Linked DNA regions of Mus musculus: regions 1, 2 and 4 are each linked to region 3. The links are chromatin contacts, called in public HiChIP or PLAC-seq maps. All regions are on one chromosome and are shown on one strand. The core of a region is the stretch at or near the end of the contact, and the rest is flanking DNA. Distances in the headings are between cores, read along the strand shown. Region 1 has its middle 7.3 kb from the start of Gm35884. Region 2 has its middle 18 kb from the start of Gem. Region 3 overlaps Cdh17 (cadherin 17). Region 4 holds the start of Gem (GTP binding protein (gene overexpressed in skeletal muscle)).

The links. HiChIP or PLAC-seq counts read pairs in DNA pulled down with a chosen protein or histone mark.
Region 1: a CTCF HiChIP or PLAC-seq map of CD8 T cells shows a contact between it and region 3, with 6 read pairs. The contact joins two enhancer-like sites. A contact is called at or near these places in 9 of 39 promoter capture datasets (the 3T3-L1 cell line, 3T3-L1-derived adipocytes, embryonic stem cells and 5 more), 2 of 15 datasets of contacts at CTCF or cohesin (CD8 T cells and pro-B cells), 4 of 484 Hi-C or Micro-C datasets (Th2 cells, effector CD8 T cells, group 2 innate lymphoid cells and 1 more) and 3 of 115 datasets of contacts at active chromatin or transcription factors (CD8 T cells, T-cell acute lymphoblastic leukemia and embryonic stem cells).
Region 2: a BATF HiChIP or PLAC-seq map of CD8 T cells shows a contact between it and region 3, with 30 read pairs. The contact joins two enhancer-like sites. A contact is called at or near these places in 1 of 15 datasets of contacts at CTCF or cohesin (CD8 T cells), 11 of 484 Hi-C or Micro-C datasets (CD8 T cells, CD8 central memory T cells, DN2 thymocytes and 7 more) and 3 of 115 datasets of contacts at active chromatin or transcription factors (CD8 T cells, T-cell acute lymphoblastic leukemia and effector CD8 T cells).
Region 4: a contact with region 3 is called in an H3K4me3 HiChIP or PLAC-seq map of the 230-238 cell line, with 4 times the contacts expected there. The contact joins the promoter of Gem here to the enhancer-like site in region 3. A contact is called at or near these places in 10 of 39 promoter capture datasets (the 3T3-L1 cell line, 3T3-L1-derived adipocytes, embryonic stem cells and 6 more), 1 of 15 datasets of contacts at CTCF or cohesin (pro-B cells), 4 of 484 Hi-C or Micro-C datasets (CD8 T cells, Th1 cells and nephron progenitors), 7 of 115 datasets of contacts at active chromatin or transcription factors (the 230-238 cell line, CD8 T cells, bone marrow-derived macrophages and 3 more) and 3 of 9 other capture datasets (adipose tissue, liver and pancreatic islet).

What each region holds. Positions count from the first base shown.
Region 1 is chr4:11,681,297-11,685,628 of GRCm38.p6, reverse strand. No RefSeq gene overlaps it. Among named protein-coding and RNA genes, the nearest start is that of Gm35884, 7.3 kb to the right of the region's middle. Within about 2 kb of position 2,903, at least 33 of the 459 cell types and tissues checked have an H3K27ac peak or open chromatin away from gene starts, as enhancers often do. A contact at or near this core is called in CD8 T cells, effector CD8 T cells and pro-B cells, where this site is marked.
Region 2 is chr4:11,720,212-11,724,525 of GRCm38.p6, reverse strand. No RefSeq gene overlaps it. Among named protein-coding and RNA genes, the nearest start is that of Gem, 18 kb to the right of the region's middle. Within about 2 kb of position 2,980, at least 100 of the 459 cell types and tissues checked have an H3K27ac peak or open chromatin away from gene starts, as enhancers often do. A contact at or near this core is called in CD8 T cells, CD8 central memory T cells, Th1 cells and 3 more, where this site is marked.
Region 3 is chr4:11,793,143-11,797,249 of GRCm38.p6, reverse strand. Cdh17 (cadherin 17) reads right to left here. Exons shown (of 18, transcript NM_019753.4): 10 at 1,550-1,765. Among named protein-coding and RNA genes, the nearest start is that of Cdh17, 37 kb to the right of the region's middle. Within about 2 kb of position 2,724, at least 49 of the 459 cell types and tissues checked have an H3K27ac peak or open chromatin away from gene starts, as enhancers often do. A contact at or near this core is called in the 230-238 cell line, CD8 T cells, CD8 central memory T cells and 5 more, where this site is marked.
Region 4 is chr4:11,703,106-11,707,191 of GRCm38.p6, reverse strand. It overlaps Gem (GTP binding protein (gene overexpressed in skeletal muscle)), which reads right to left and starts at 2,745. Exons shown (of 5, transcript NM_010276.4): 1 at 2,626-2,745; 2 at 951-1,287. The coding sequence starts at 1,278.

The DNA of each region.
Region 1 (4,332 bases), core at 1,654-4,153, 110 kb after region 3:
TTTCTGTAGCTTCTTCATTGGGGACCCTGTGCTGCATCCAATGGATGACTGTGAGCATCCACTTCTGTATTAGTCAGGCACTGGCAGAGCCCCTCAGAAGACAGCTATATCAGTCTCCTGTCAGCAAGCTCTTGTTGGCATCTGCAATAATGTCTGGGTTTGGTGGGTTTTTTTATGGGATGGATCTCCAGGTGGGGCAGTTTCTGGATGGTCATTCCTTCAGTCTCTGCTCCGAACTTTGTCTCTGTAATTCCTTCCATGGGTATTTTGTTCCCCCTTCTAAGAAGGATCGAAGTATCCACACTTTGGTCTTCCTTCTTGAGTTTCATGTGTTTTGCAAATTGTATCTTGGGTATTCTGAGCTTCTGGGCTAATATCCACTTATCAGTGAGTGCATATCATGTGTGTTCTTTTGTTATTGAGTTACCTTACTCAGGATGATATCCTCCAGATCCATCCATTTGTCTAAGAATTTTATAAATTCATTGTTTTTTTATTGCTGAGTAGTAATCCACAGTGTAAATATATCACATCTTCTGTATCCATTCCTCTGTTGAGGGACATCTGGGTTTTTTCCAGCTTCTGGCTATTATAAATAAGGATGCTATGAACATAGTGGAGCATGTGTCCTTATTACCAGTTGGAACATCTTCTGGGTATATGCTCACGAGAGGATATTCTTGGATCATCCAGTAGTACTATGTCCTATTTTCTGAGGAACCGCCAAACTGATTTCCAGAGTGGTTGTACCAGCTTGCAATCCCACCAACAATGGAGGAGTGTTCCTCTTTCTCCACATCCTCGACAACAACTGCTGTCATCTGAGTTTTTTACCTTAGCCATTCTGACTGGTGTGAGGTAGAATCTCAGGGTTGTTTTGATTTGCATTTCCCTGATGATTAAGGATGTTGAACATTTTTTAGATGTGTGTGCCTCAGCCATTCGATATTCCTCAATTGAGAATTCTTTGTTTAGCTCTGTACCCCATTTTTAAATAGGGTTATTTGGTTTCTGGAGTCCAACTTCTTGAGTTCTTTATATATATTCGATATTAGCTCCCTATCAGATTTAGAATTGGTAAAGACCTTCTCCCAATCTGTCCAAGGCAACTCTTACAAAAACAATATTTAGTTGGGGCCAGATTACAGGTTCAGAGATTTGAGTCCAGTATCATCAAGGTGAGAGCAGGACAGCATCTAGGCAGGCATGGTGCAGGAGGAGCTGAGAGTTCTACATCTTCATCTGAAGGCTGCTAATAGAAGACTGACTTCCAGGAAGCCAGGAGGAGGGTGTTAAACCCACACCCACAGTGACACACCTACCCCACAGGGTCACACCTTCTAAGAGTGTAACTCTCTTAGCTAAGCGTACACAAACCATCACGGAGGGGTTAAAAACTGTTGGTAAATAATAAAATCAATTTCCAAAAGAGAAGGAAATACAAGGTTCTTTCCAGCTTCTTACTATTATAAATAAGACGGCTATGAACATAGTGGAGCATGGTTCCAAGAGCTCAAAAAAAAAAAAAAATGGTCCAGAAAAATTTCGTCTTCTGTATCATACAAGGTCGCATCATTGTAAAATTTATGGTCTGTTTGTCCTGAGACAGTGGAGGTCGGGTAGGAAGCGTGAGAATTAGCTTGGTGTCACTGCATCCGCAGCAATGGGGGCTGGCATTGACTCCCCGTTAGGGGAAACATTGTTTTGAACACACTATTCAGTACCTGGCCCAACTCTCAGTGAAATACTACATGAGAAGAATGACATGAGGTCACGCATGAGAACAGCAGGAGCCTCCCCTGCAGCCACTCAGCCACTTCAGAACGCACTTCCTGTAAAAGCCACTGGTTACGCAGGAGAAAATCCTCCAGGGATAGAGGAAAACAGGGAGGTGGCCCAGTAAGCTCATTTATTTAAACCTGGGATGATAGTCTCCTCGATGCTCAGGAGGTAACAAGTCAGAATTAAAACAATAAATCAGAGAGTTCTGAGAATGGGTCTTTCAGAAGTAAATTCACATTAGTAGTCAGAGTAAGCCACTGGGTGTTCTATATAATATGAATTTATATGCTTCTTTTGTCCACAAAGGGGAAAAAAAGGACAAACAAACCCTTTACAGAGAAAGAATTTAGAAGAAGTACCAACCTAAAATATAATGTTTTCAAGCAATTGTTGAGCATATGAGAAAGGAGAAGCTGGCTATCACGACAAGGACATTTTCTTTCTGTCATTCCATTTTGGACATATGACTACAATTCCTTCCAACTGCAGGTTGGTGTGATGCATAAATTAAACTTACCTGACTCATAACATTGTAAGCACTTTTATTGGTGGCCCATTCTTATTATAAAGCAAGATAATACAGGAAATGATGGGAGGGGTAAGATGGTGGTTGAGTAAGAGCCTCCAATGATCACCTCTCCCAGAGAAGAGCCCGTTTGAACAGTGTGAATAACACCCCAAACTACCTTCACAAATGCTAAGGAAGTCCGGTGAGAGACTACAGTGCCTGGTTGTGGTATAATTTACAAAGAGGTAAAGGGTAGGGAGACAGAAGGGAAGAGTTGCCTCTTAACCCCTAACTAAGCAACCCAGCATGGTGATACTTCCTCAGTACTTAAGGCAGAAATTACATCCAGGGCTTCAACGTGCCAGAAAGAGTCTCACAAACCCTGTGATAGCGGGGCAGCTAACTTTTTCAAACACCCTTCTAATAATCTCTGTCAGCAGAAGGGGAAGCCGCTCAAGAAAGCCAGCACTATATGGGTCTTCATGGAGTAGGAGCTCACGATGTGGCGAAGTTCTGCAGCCTTACTGACCACACCCACGGCACAGGAACCATGGCCAGTGCCTTCAGTGTGAGTCTCCCAGAGCCAGGCTGACTCTTCAGCTAAGCACGGGTCACGGACTATGGATGAGCTCTCTGGGCATGCGCTGATTCCAAGGCGAGGCTAGTGAGAGCAAATGATCAGTTCTAGGTTCTTCTGTTTTGAAGACTTGGGATATGCCTGAGCTTAAGTTAGCCTCTAATGCTGAAACACTGAAGTCAGACTTGAAGCAGAACTGGCCTGAGACTGCCATCTAATGTTGAAACAGAAACAACCACAGGATCAGATTCAACAAAGAGCCTGCTTGAAGTCCTGGAGAGCCAGGCATAAAAGAGTTAAGTTATAAAAGAACAACAAACAACAACAACAAAAACCCACTAATTCTTTGATACTGAAACAATGTTGCACACTAACAAGTGTCAAGCACTTTTAGGAAAACTTGATCCTACCTGTCAAAATAAGGACACTAAACTTCAACTCTATGGGAGACTTTCAAACTTAAGATAGCTATCTTTAGTTTTCAGAAAATTCAATAAACTTCAGGAAAACTGAAGAGATATGACTTAATATCACAACAGAGAAGTTAACAGAGAGACTGAAACTTTTCTTAAAAATCAAATAGAAATCCTTAAAGTAAAAACTACTCAGGACAGACTGAAAGCCTGACAGTGGAATATCACAGAGAAGAAAGATGCAGTGAGCCAAAACCAGGCTACTTGAAAATATACTGCTTGGGCTATTGGGATGGCTCAGTAGGAAAGGTGCTTGATACCAAGCCTAATGGCCTGAGGCCAAACCCTGGGACTGAGGCAGAGAAGAAGAGAACAGACTCCTGAGAGCTGCCTTCTGCCCGAGGAGCAAACCACAGCATGTGCACCAATACACATATACAACATACATACATACATACATACATACATGTAGATTTTTTAAAGAAAAAAAATATACAGGTGGAATGACTGGCCTCCAAAACTGTATGTCCTTTTAACTCATCTAGCAGTTCCCAGCAGGCACCCCTCCCCTGAGCTCCATATCCTGGCCAACAACCCCTGCAAAAGACTCCCATTCTACCTGAGACAATGCCAGTACTGAAAACCCCAGGAACCCCATGGACCTGGAACCACAGAGGCGACACAAGTATCTAAAACCCCAGAGGTCATACTGCCCACCAAAACCCCACTGGAGACACACTATTGGGCCTGAAGTTAACAGAAGAGTTAGCCAGAACTACAGGCCACTTAGGCCAGAAGACCAGAGAGAAAACAGAAAGCAGGGCGAAAACATCCAAAAAAAATCCACCCAACAAAGACAAAGTCAGAAATCAGCACATAAACCCATGACAACTCCAAACACAAACGACTAAAAGCCAGTGCAAGAACACAGTCAGCAGTGCCCAGGACAATAGGGCACCACCACAGCCCAGCTACCCTACTACAGCAAGCACGGGAGATTCCAACACAGCTGAAACTGAAAATGACCTTAAACCCAATCTTATGAAGATGAA
Region 2 (4,314 bases), core at 1,731-4,230, 73 kb after region 3:
CTGAGGACTAGTTTTCATAGTACTAGAAGGCACCACACAAGCTTCCAAAGGAGAGAGCCAACCAACCCATGAACACATCAACAACCAGCATGGCATGATAGCCCTAGGGGTTCGGCAGTGGCACACATACATTGATGACAACCAACATCTCTCTAACTGGACTCAAGACCAACCAACAAGAGAGATAGCAGGTAGGACAGTGGTGGCACACACCTTTAATCCCAGCACTTGGGAGTCAGAGGCAAGCAGATTTCTGAGTTCAAGATTGGCCTGATCTACAGAGTGAATTCCAGGACAGCCAGAACTACACAGAGAAACCCTGTCTTGGAGCAACAGAGAGAGAGAGAGAGAGAGAGAGAGAGAGAGAGAGAGAGAGAGAGAGAGAGAGAATACCTGGTACTTGAAACCTAGCTAACTAATTAGTGCTAGTGAAGTTATGGTTATTAGAGGAGAATTTACAACCACTAATTTACTAAACCAGCCTAATTCCTAACAATGATCAATAAGCCTTTGTCCTTATACTCACAGGCAAGTGTAGTCTTCACCCCTCATCAAGGACACTTCTTTTTGCAACAGGCAGAAATGTCAACCAATAAAAATGCATCATTGTGGAGCCCAGTCCCAATGTATACGTCTACAAAATACTTCCCCACTTAAGGCTCAGGGAACATTGCTGCAGAAGGGGAGGAAAGACTGTAAGAGCCTGTGAGATTGTGTCTTCTAGTAACATCAGAAGTTATAACCGTAAAATCTCACCAACATGACTGCCCAAATGTGAGCTGAACAAGGATCACACCAGTGAGCATGCCAAATCGATGGAGGAAAACCCCACAAGGCCTCAACCCTACACAAAGACCGACAGGAAACGGAGGAAAGCTGGGAACAAGAGAGGTGGTCCTCCCAGGGGAGAGCACACTGATAGCCACTCACTATTAAAAAAACAAAATCATCCCTGAAAGCACACATACAAGTAACACTATATGGACTCAACAGGTCATACTTAGGAGAATGTGTATATAATGCATACATGCATGCAATGGCAAGGAATGAAAAATTACCATAAATCTGAAGGAAAATGGGGAAGGGCATATGGGAGAGTTTGGAAGAAGGGACGGGAAGAAAGAAATGTGTAATTTATTTACAATAGCAAAAATAAACAAACAAAATAAAGGGATCAAGAGGAAGGAGCAGGAAGAGATCTGATGCATGTCCCAACCTGGATGAATCTTAAAGACATTATATGAAAGAAATTATGGACCAGCGGGATGTGGTGCTACACACATTATCCCAGGATTTGGAGGCTAAGGGAAGAGGGAAGGGGGTTAAGGAAAGACTGAACCCCATGGCTAGACTCTCTAAAAATTAAAAAAAGTCACAGGGCGAGGAGGCAGCTAGCTATCCACTCAGGTGAGCTGCCTGAAGCGCTAAAACTCATAGATGCCAGAAGTGGGATGGAGGTTTCCCAGGCTGCAAACGGCATTCTAACCCTGGTACAGGCTGGATGACAGAAACTGGATACGGATGGTGTAATGTCTGCAGGGCCCTGAACATACCTAAGGTGAAGAACTGTGCTCTTAGAGTGGTAACTGTCACTTCAGGCACATCTTGAATATATTTGCTACTGTTTGTTTGAGAGTGTTTGTTATACAAGCACACAGAGGATGTTGATCAAATCCATCCCCTGCTCTCTTTCCTCCCACTCCTTCTGCTCCCCTGCTACTATATTTCCATCCCAGCTATAAGCACTCACAAGTCAGTGGCAGAGTGGTTGCCAAGCATGCACGGGACCCTGGATTCAAACCCAGTACATAGTTGACCACAGACTCCTCTTTCGTTGAAATTGACATGAGCTGAGAGCAAATGGCCTGAGAACACACTCTTAGAAAATCTGACGTGTGACACCGCACCTGAACCTTCAGGGATCCTGAGCTCAGTAGAGTAAGGCTTGTGCTGGAGAGAAGACCGATGGGATAGTCACGACAGGAAGATGGCGGCCTCTGTGAAGTGTGTGTGTGTGGGGGGGGGGGAACTGGAGGAAAGCTCAAGAACCAGCCGTAGCGGGAAAGGTTTCTGTGTCCACCTCAGGCAACCAAGAGCAGAGCGGAAGTGCAGCTCAGGGGTGGAACCCGTCAGTATATGAGGCCTGGCACTCACTCTCCAACACCACGGGCACCTACGAGGTACTCCTGGGTGATGCAGGGATTAAGGCTATCCTTCTCTTGGAAGTTCAGAAGCATAGGCACAAGATTATAGACAAGAGGCCTTTGTCAATACTGCCCCTACTCATGCTCCCAGGAGGTGGAGGCTGCTAGCCTGCAGTATGGCTAGCCGCCATCTTGTTCCCGTGCAGTGCACAGACTACATCACCATCTCAGGACTTCCTAGAGGCTTCTTGAATTTTTCAACCTGTTCTCAGTTGCGGGGGTTGGGGGGAACATCTTTGGCCAAGGAGTGTGTTCTCTGGGAAATCCAGAGAACAGAAGTATAAAGAATAGAGAACTTATTCAATGTATGTAGTTAATTTCTTCATTAAGATGTAATAATCTGGTTGAAGGAGGCTAAAACAGGCTAGGCAGATGGTTCAGTCAGTGAAGTGCTTGCCAAAAAACCACGTAGGTCTGTGTTTGGATCTCTAGCACCCACCCTTTCCAAGAAAGCACATGTCTGCAACCTCAGCTTGTGGGGTAAGCAGAAAGAGGGACGTCCTAGGTGTCACTGGCTGGCTGCTCAGGTTCAAGTTCAGTGAGACACTGTCTCAAAAGAGGGTGGAGGATGATTAAGGAAGATACTTCATATCAAAGCACATGGGCACAAACACACACACACACACACACACACACACACACACACACACACAAGAAAACAAGAACGTGGAAGGTACTCCTTACAGCCAGGATGCAGCTGCATTTTAGCACCTTCCCCTTTCAGCTATCTTTCCTGACCATGTCAGTCAGCCTGCTTCCGCTTCTGTGGCAAACATCTTGCCTTACTCACAGTTTTGACCAGAAACACCTTCGAGGCCCCCGGGGCCCATTTGTGTATGGTGTGGAGAACTGTTCTTCTCACAAGCAGGGGAATGAACCAGTTCACCCTCAAACTGGGGTTTGTAATCAGTCAAAGATCTTTATCTGCATCACCAAAAATAGAGTGCTAATTGACAGTCTGTACAGAGGCTCTCAAAGGCATAACAAAGGAAATCAAATTAAGAGTTCCCTCCCTCAGCTGCCAGAAGAGATGGCACTGGCACTGTCCCAACAGCTAATGTTTCTAACTCACTTTAAATATTCTGAAGAACAGTGATCAAGGCCGGTGCAATGTAAGCAAAAAAAAAAAAAAAAAAAAAAAAACAGAAAAGTGTTGGTCTCTATGCTGAACGGTGCTAGGTAAGCTGAAGGTGGACATCAAGAGAACCACAAAACCCAAAGGTCTCCCCCCCCCCCCATGCAACTGGGGTGCCTGGAATCTCCCTTAAACATCATCAAAGTAACTGAAGTGCAGACAAGCTCAGGGCCAGCTCATGCGCACAGCACGTTAATGATCCTGTAGGGACCAAGATACCCACTCTTTATCCCTTATCCCAGTCTGTCATCTTAAAAACCCTCTGGAGTCTTAAACCCTTGTTCTTTTGTGTTGAGAGGGTTTAAGAGTCCATTCATAGCTAGCAAAACCAGGGCCAGGATCTAAGACTTCCTACTCTGAGCCCAGTGTTCTCTGGATATAAAACAAACCCCTTCTCAGATTCTCTAACATAATCCTTTCACCTGACAGAAGCCAGAAACCTGGGACAAGTGAGTTTTGTTAGACATGTGCTAGGAAGAGTGGTCTAGAGAATGTCATATATGTAAGAAGGTTACCAAAGAGCACACCTGCCTGCGGTGTGAATACCCAGGTGATATGGCGGTATACCCTTATCACCTCAGCGATTATCTGAGACCTATAGCTCAGGGTTTTACCTGTAGCAAGTACCACTCAGTGTCAAATTCAGGATAGTTTTCTGTATAAAAAGGAGCAGCGGACCCACAGCCAAGGTCCTCTCAATCTCTAAGTGCGAATCATCTTTGGAGTCAAGAGATCCACATGTGCTGCCATGTGACAGGGCCCAAAATAAACATTAGCCGCTCCCATCCTCATCAACAAAGTCTGTTGGCAATGACTCGGATAATTCACACATGACAGCTAGCATATGCCTCTCAGAGCACCCCTTGCAATGGCAGTGGGGCCCATGTCGGCCGCCTGCCTCCTTGTCTCTCTATTCTTGGATGTTTGCAGTCCTTGTCCAAAGACATCTGGAGGCCCTGGTTTCACTTATTCTTA
Region 3 (4,107 bases), core at 1,475-3,974:
CTTCTCCAAGTAAGGAATAAAGTGGCATAATTCACCTCCAAGGGAGGCTAAGGTAGCTCACAGAAATGGTCCAGGCTTAGAGGGTGGTTTGACAATTCTAGGACTAATTGGAACCAGCAAGTGGATCCTAGATTCGAGATGAGTGTGGCCTGCAGGTGAGTTGTGGGACAGTGTTTACGAAGAGCACCACAATGACAGTAGATAGTATGTCCCTACAAGTTGTTAACATGTGTGTCCATCTTTCTTGACAAAAGGGGTACTCCCTAGGGACAAACACTGGGTCCAGTTCATCTGTGCATGCCTAATACTTTGATACCTTAGCAAGGCAAATGATTAAATACTGAATGTGTGGGTGGCCAATGTGAGGGAGAGTCTGCCCCTTTGCCATGGATAGCATGATTGACATTTATCTCACTGGATCTTTTAACATAGTGCTAAACAGCATCAGACCTTCATCGTGTGTCAGTTCACTAGCTACCTGAGAACCTGACAGGCAGTTTGCACTGGAACCTGTTTAACTCAAGTTCTCAAGTTCTCCCAGGGTCCATGGGAAAGGGGAAAAAAAATAAGAAATACATGTGAACCACTGGTCCTTTCTTTTCCACACCTATGTAAACTGTGTTCCTCAGAAAACAATTACAGAATCATTTCATGAGCCAGTTACCTCCTAGGACTCTGAGTACCCTAGAGATAGCAGCGAATTTGTCTGTGGATGTATAGATGTGTTTAAGAATGGGAAGTTGCCATAAGATTCTAAGGATTCCTCTGCCCTAAGGAGAGGAGAGGTTAAGCAGAACCCACTTAGATAGTATACAAGGATTAAGGGGAAAGGTTTCCTATTGTTGTCTAGTGGGCAATACGAAGGTGGCAAGAAAGGGCAGAACTCTCTCTGCCTTCAAGAACAGCAAAGACTAATTTCTCTACTGCTTTCATACACAGATACTTTTAGTCTGGAAGCAAGGATGAGGAAAGAATTTTTCCTGAATTTTAATTATAGTAGCTGTGAGACTGCGCCTGGTGACTTTAACAGCTGGACTGATAACCTGGTAGCTGCAGTGTTATGCTGTGACCAACAGTACACTTGTACCTCATCTTCTATTTGCTGCCCCCAGATGGTTACTGAGCAAGTAGTGATGCAAAGACAGGCCTATCCACAGAGACAATGCCCTGCATCAGACCTTCCCGATAACCATTTGGAATTCTTCTTAGACTGCTCAGTGGTCTAGAACATTGTTATCAAAACTCCTTCCATCTTGATCAAGCCAGAACTGCTGTCTGGGGATCCCCTAGACTTCGAAGCTTCCTTTCCATTTTTTCTTAAGGGCATTCTCTTTAAGATGGTCACTGAATTCCTCTTGACACCTAGTTCTCAGAGGACCAAAGACAATGCGATGTCTCCGAATCTGCACCTCTAGCTCTTGAGAAAACATCTGGCTTCCTCACAGTCACAAAGATAGCAGAGAAAGCTACTGGCATGGGAAGGGCCTCACAAATCCTTAGTAAAAGGAAAACAGACATGTAAACTCACCACATCGGGTACAGTGCTTACCTACGTCAGACACCTCGATACTTAAGTTGTACTGAGGACTGTCTTGCTTCTTCAAGGACTGTTTACTTAACTGAACCTTTCCCTCATATTCACCAATGAGAAAAAGTCCATCTGAGGGAACTTTGGGTGTTTGGTCTACAAGCTTGTATTTCAAAATACTGTTGATGTTGTTAGCTTCGTCCATATCATGGGCCTCAAAGATCCCGATGCTGTTACCTTTGGAGAAGAAAGAACAACAACCACATCAGTTCATCAAGTGGCTTCTTAGGAAACACGGGAACTGTCTGGGGTGGTGAGCAAAGACATTTAGATTTACTTTGGCTCCTTGCATTTTTTCATGGTATGCTTGATTGAACATAGTGGCAGCCAAGACTGCCTGCCACACAGTATTGTTAATTGAGAGACTTAAACAAAAATCAGCCTTCTGGGAGACCTAGACCCTGGACACATGAAATCAAGGTGTTGACAAAACGGCTTTCCTCTAAGCGTCTCTCCCTGGCTATTTCTTCCTCCTCACTATGTAACCTCCTCTTTATACCTTAGCACCCAAATTTATCCTAGGAACTCTGGTCAGATTAGATTAAGGCCCACCAGCTGGGTGTTTGTGGGTATACACATACATACATGTGAATGTGGGAGTCAGAGGGCAACCTCAGCGGCATTCCGTAGAAGCTACCCACCTTTTTGTTGTTGTTCTTGTTGTTTTTCCTTTTGTTTGGTTTTGTTGTTCTTGTTGTTGTTGTTTGGTTTTTGTTTTGTTTTATTTAGTTTTTTTTTTTAAACAGGGTCTCTAGCACTCTCTCTCTACAAAATCTTGCTAAGTATATTTAAGTTGTCTGGCCAGTGAACCCTAGTAATCTACCTGTCTCTGCCTCCCCAGCACTGGGATTACAAATGTACTGCCATGCCTGGCTTTGTGTGTATGCATCAGGGGATCTAACCCAGGTCCTTATAGAGGCAAGGTAAAAAATGTACTGACTGAGCTATCTTCCTAATCCTTCATCGTACCCAGTTCCACATCCTATCCAGTCCCACATCCTACCCCGTTCCACATCTTACCTAGTCCTACATCCTACCCAGACCTACATCCTGCCCAGCCCTACATTCTACCCAGCCCTACATCCTACCCAGTTCCACATCCTACCCAGTCCCACATCCTACCCAACCCACATCCTACCCAGCCCACATCCTACCCAGCCCACATCCTACCCAGCCCTACATCCTACCCAGTCCCACATCCTACCCAGCACTCATCCTACCCAGTCCCACATCCTACCCAGCACTCATCCTACCCAATTTCCTCTTTAAAACATCTACATCTGTATAGCCATATTCTGAAGTACCAAGACTTAGAACTTTATCCTATGAGCTGGGGAGGAAGAACAATTTACCCCACACAAGGAGCAGGACATCAACTTACAGATTTGGTGGGGAGTGACAGTTCAGCATGGTGTACCTCCTGCTCCTCACCCACCCAAAGGAATCTACTTCCACCTCTAATCTTGGTGGGGGGCCCTATTTGAAAATAGGGTCATCAGAGATATAAGCAACTACATTACTGGGGTGAGATCATCCACACACAGAGGGAGGTAAAGAAGAAGAGGAGGAAAGAGATCTGCAGAGTGTTGTCAGCAGCTAGCTTAAGTCAGAGTCAGAAGAGGCAACAGGCTTTCCCACAAGATCCTGTCACCATAATTTCAGATTCCCCATCAGCAGAACTGAGAAGTTCACATTTCTGGTGCTTTATTACTATAGCCCCAAGACACTAACACACTGGACAAATGTCACAGCTAAACTAGAAGAAGCCAATCTTGGGCTACTTCTGAGAGCTTTGTGAACAACTGTAGAGACTGACTCCACTCAAAGATAACACATAAAGAATAGTCACACACGCACACATACACACACACACACACACACACACACATACCACATGCCATGGCCATATGTATACTGTGCCTGTGTGTATTTTGGCCCAGGAGCTCCTGAGGTCAGTGGATGTGATTCTGTGTCCTACCAACTTTGAGCAAGTTCTGATAGAATCTGTGGTCATCCAGATCTATAAAATGGGAAGTGTGAGTTTCCTTTCATGCGGTCAGAATCCCACCTGAGATTTATTCAGATGCCACTATTTGAATTGAATTACACTCTTCATTTATATCAGTTTGCAGCCAAGGCCTTATACAGACACTTACAGGAGTTGGGTTTTAAAGGATGGAAAAGGGAAGAAATATCTCTATCTCTATCACTATGTCTGTCTCTCCTGTCTCTCTCTCTCTGTCTCTCTGCCTCTCTCTGTCTCTCTCTATATCTATAGATCTATAGATCTATAGATCTATAGATAGATAGATAGATAGATAGATAGATAGATAGATAGACATAGATCCACCCATGAGGCATGTGGCTCAGAGCCATTTGGAATTTGTACTCATGTAACAGCGGCTGCTTCTTTCTAAATGTATCATAATTGAGGAAACTTTTCTTTTCCTCTTTTTCCTAAAGAGGACAGTATAAACTTAAGAGGAACGAACCAGTACTTCATGTGTTAACATTTCTAC
Region 4 (4,086 bases), core at 1,496-3,995, 90 kb after region 3:
GGGACAGACACTGAACAATCCTCCCTCCATTTCTACAGCTGTAATTAGGGGGTGCAGCTGTTCCAGGTACATATACTGATGTTGGAGCTCTAGCTGAAGGACATTGTATGACAACAACTGGCTACCCAGTTGTAATTTCCACCCCAGAATATTAAAAAGCTACCACCTGTTGTTGTGTATGTATGTTTGTACAAAGTGGGTCTAGAAATAGGTAAGAATTAAATAAATAAATCCTGGAAATAGGTCATATACAGAAAATCATCTGGAGACCTGTCAGGCTCTATGCAGGGCATTTATCACCATCTTCATAGCTCAGTTTTTTAAGTTATTATGCTACTTCAAGTACAGCATTTGACCTACTTACACTTGCAAATGCTTCTAATGTTAGTGGAAGCACACTAATCGATCCACTCTAGCAGGTTTCTTTCCCTTCCAAATCGGTTCGGTTTTATGCATAGTCACAGAAAACGTTCCAGTAGTGAACTCTCCAAAACCAGTCCAGGGTCAAGTCAGCCTTCTTGGACCCCTCAGACCTGACCTTCAGAAAGCCCCTTGATAACTTGGGTCAACAGATTTGGTCCTGCGTACATGTATTCCTCCTGTCTTGTCTTTTTTTGTGCTTGAGGCTTTGTGCCAGCAGTTAGGCCTCTGTCACCATCTCAGTATTGAGAAGGTATAGGTTCTCCTAATCCTAAAGATACATTTTGTTTCAATTTGTTGTTTTTTTTTTTTTTTTTTGAGACAGAATCACATAGCCCAGGTTAGCCTCAAACTCTTTTTGTATCTGAAGATGACCTTGAGTTCCTAGCCCTTCTGCTTCTTCCTTCCTGGTGCTGGGATTGCAAGTGTGTACCATTATGCCTGGCTCCCAATTCTGCAGAAAAAATGACCCACTCCCTCTCACTCTTTCTGCTTACAAGACAGAAGCCCACCGGGGCTGGGCCACCTACCTCCCAAGACCTCACAGTCGCTGTCCATGCTGTCATGCACACCTGCAAAGATGTTGGCCAGGGTGGACTTGCCCACTCCTTGCTCCCCTATAAGCACTACTCGGTAGTAGGTGTTTCCAGACTCAGAAGAGATGACCGAGTCTGTGGAGTCGGACGACCAGCTCCGCCGGCAGTGCTCTTCCGGAGCAGTAGAGTGGCGGTTTCGGAGGTTGCAGGGGTGGGGATCCTTCTGGACCATCAGATGCCTGGCATCAGCAGGGATACTCCAGCGCTGCTGTGGCTGCATGCCCACAGTGCCTTGGCGCATGGTGACATTATTCAGAGTCATTGCGGGATCCTAGGAATCAGAGCAGTAAAGATGGCAATATGATTAAGAATGAGCCAGGCCCAGGGGCGCTCAACACAGTTGTCTTTGGTGCTTCATTTGATGGGTATGAATTCTTAATGTAAGAATCAACCACTAAACTGTCCCTAAGCCTAGAAAGCAAAATTTTCAACAACAACAACAACACACACACACACACTCAGTAACTAGCTTCTCAATCAGGCTGTCGTTTGTAGTAGCAGTAACACCATCCATCCATTGCCCATAAGCTCCCTCTGTCCTTAAAGGAGCTTTGGAAATCCCACCGGGAGTTGGCACAGAGGCAGCTGGAAGGAACCCATTGCCTCCAGAAATGACATTACCATCAGCAACAAGTTAGAGCTGCTGGGCACCAGCTGGCCAGGTTAACTGTTCTTGTCTAAACATGGCTCTTAATTGCCCCCGCATCCTGCAGTCTTGAGCCTCAGTGGGAAACACGCGGCAATGACATCACTCCCCTGGCTGGACTGGACAGGCACTTTGGGGGAACTTCCATGTTTAGTAAGGTTGCCCTGATGTCCTCCAGCTGCCTGACTGAAGAGGCCGTTATTTGGGGAGTGGGACAGTTTCTGTTTGAGTGCTATGCCTCAGCTCTACCCTCTTATCTACAGAAACTGTTTAGCGTAGCAGCCCTGAGGCTGGTTCTTCTGAGAGGGGAAGGACCTGCTCACATTCAGACACATCACACTTGTACAAAAAGGGCTTCATTCTTAAGGAACGTCGTCCACTCCATGATTTTTTTACTGTATATAATTATTTATTTTAAAAATTGCACCTTTCTGACGTAAATTAGAAGATCAGAGACTCAGTGAAAAGCCACTCAACAACTTCCTACAACTTTTTCCTTGCAAGACTGCCTTGCCTGACAGGCAGTCTGTTCTGCCAAGACTGCCCGAGATAACCGCTCTATGGTTTTTAACTCAGCAAGCTCCCCGCGTGAGCGCAAGGATCACGCTCAGCTCACACACCCTACTCCATACATCACACCTATGCCACGATCCAGAACCAGCCGGTTTCTTTTTAAGTCTTAAAAACAGTCCCTGGGTTGACAGACTTGCGACAGCAGACCTTGAAGTCTGCCGCCTGGCCACCTAATCTGTAAGGTGACACTCCTCCGAAATTGAATTTAGAAACCCCCATCAGAAGCGCATCCTTTGCGCCTGAACTTCTTTCTCCCACGGCAGAACCCCCGGTACAGACCTAGGGAGTCTAGGGACTGGCTGCCTTCCTAACTTAAAAAGTTCGGAGACCAGGAACGCCCCTTCCCACAGAGGCTCCCACTGGGACTGCCCCTCAGCCATGGCCCCTTACTTGGCTGCACTGGGCGCTGGGTGGGCGTCTGCCGTCGATCCGCCTGCTGCAACGCCTGACGTCTGCGATGCGGGCTCCGCAGTCCGAGGCTGTGTGATGTCCGCTGGCAGTGCCGCCTCCTGAAGCCTCCGCTGCCCGCCGCCGTTTATAGCGCGCCCGGCAGCCCCGCGACGGGGCTTTTCCGTGACGTCAGCGCTCCCGCCGGGAGGGGGCGGCTCTGCAGCAAACTGAGTTGCAGCCACTTGGCTAAATCAGTTACTCGTAGTCATGTGACTCCCCTATCCCCTTGAGGGGAGTGAGGGAGAAAAAAAATGACAGTTCAATCGTTGATTTTGTTTTATTTTCTTTTTATCAGGTGGACACTGGAAAAATACACTTAGTGCTACTTAATCGCCCTTCCCAGCAGAGCACTTGTAAGCTGTCTGAATAAAGGATGAGGAAAGAAACAGGCCCAAGCCGCGAGTCCAGCTTTGCCAAGAAAACAGATCCGTCTGAGTGAGCGGGACTCCGGCCTCCAGGATGAGGCTACAGCCACCCTGAGTGGACAGACCACCTTCAGAGCATGCTCTGAGAAGCAACCAGGCCCTTCCTGCTTCCTGACTTCTTATCTCTGACTTGGGACATACTGCTTTGTTTCCTTCTTCTGGAAGAGATCCAAAAGAGAAGAGTCGGAGGAAAGAGTAGGGGATCTTGAAAAGGGGCAGGTTGGCTCCAAGCAGCTTGTGCTAAACACTGCCATCCCCCTGTTTTGGCCACAATGCTGAATCTCCTCCATCAGAAATTTAATCACACCCCAATCAGCGCATCTCAGAACCGAGCTGCTCAGCATGGCTGGAACTTTGGCCTAGAGCCAGGACTTCCCAGCCATGGGGAGATACAAGGAGGCTCAATCCCCTGAGAGAGCCCTACTGCTTCTATCATTTGCTAAGATTTGCAAAGACCTGTGGTTCTGGTGGGCCTGGAGAACCTTGCCCTTACTACAGTTGTGGATTGAGAACAAGAGGCCCTGCAATGAAACCTGCCTTAAGTACATTTTAAACTGCACTGCTAAGTGACCTCTTCCCCAGGACATGGGTATTTCCCGGGGACGTGGGCATTTCCCACATGCTGTGTTTAGAGTCCATGCTAGCCTTTCCAACACATCCATCTGCTTCTCCAGCCAGCTTCTGCTGTGGGTTGGCTGGCGGCCCCTCGGGAAGCAGCCAGCACCAGTGTCTATTGGAGTGGCTGGGCTGCTCTGTGGTTACAACGGTGTCACGAAGGCATCTATGCGATTTGGGAATTATCCAAGTGACCAGCTGCACCTCAGGTCTGTCAGGGACCAAGCTGGCAAAGGTAGAATCCACCAAATAAGAAAGATGGAGAGTGCCTTAGTCTCAAAGGCAGAGCCCCAAATTTATTTATGCACAAGGAAGATAAGAGCCAGAGCCAGAATAGACTATAGTTTGGCCACTCAGGAAG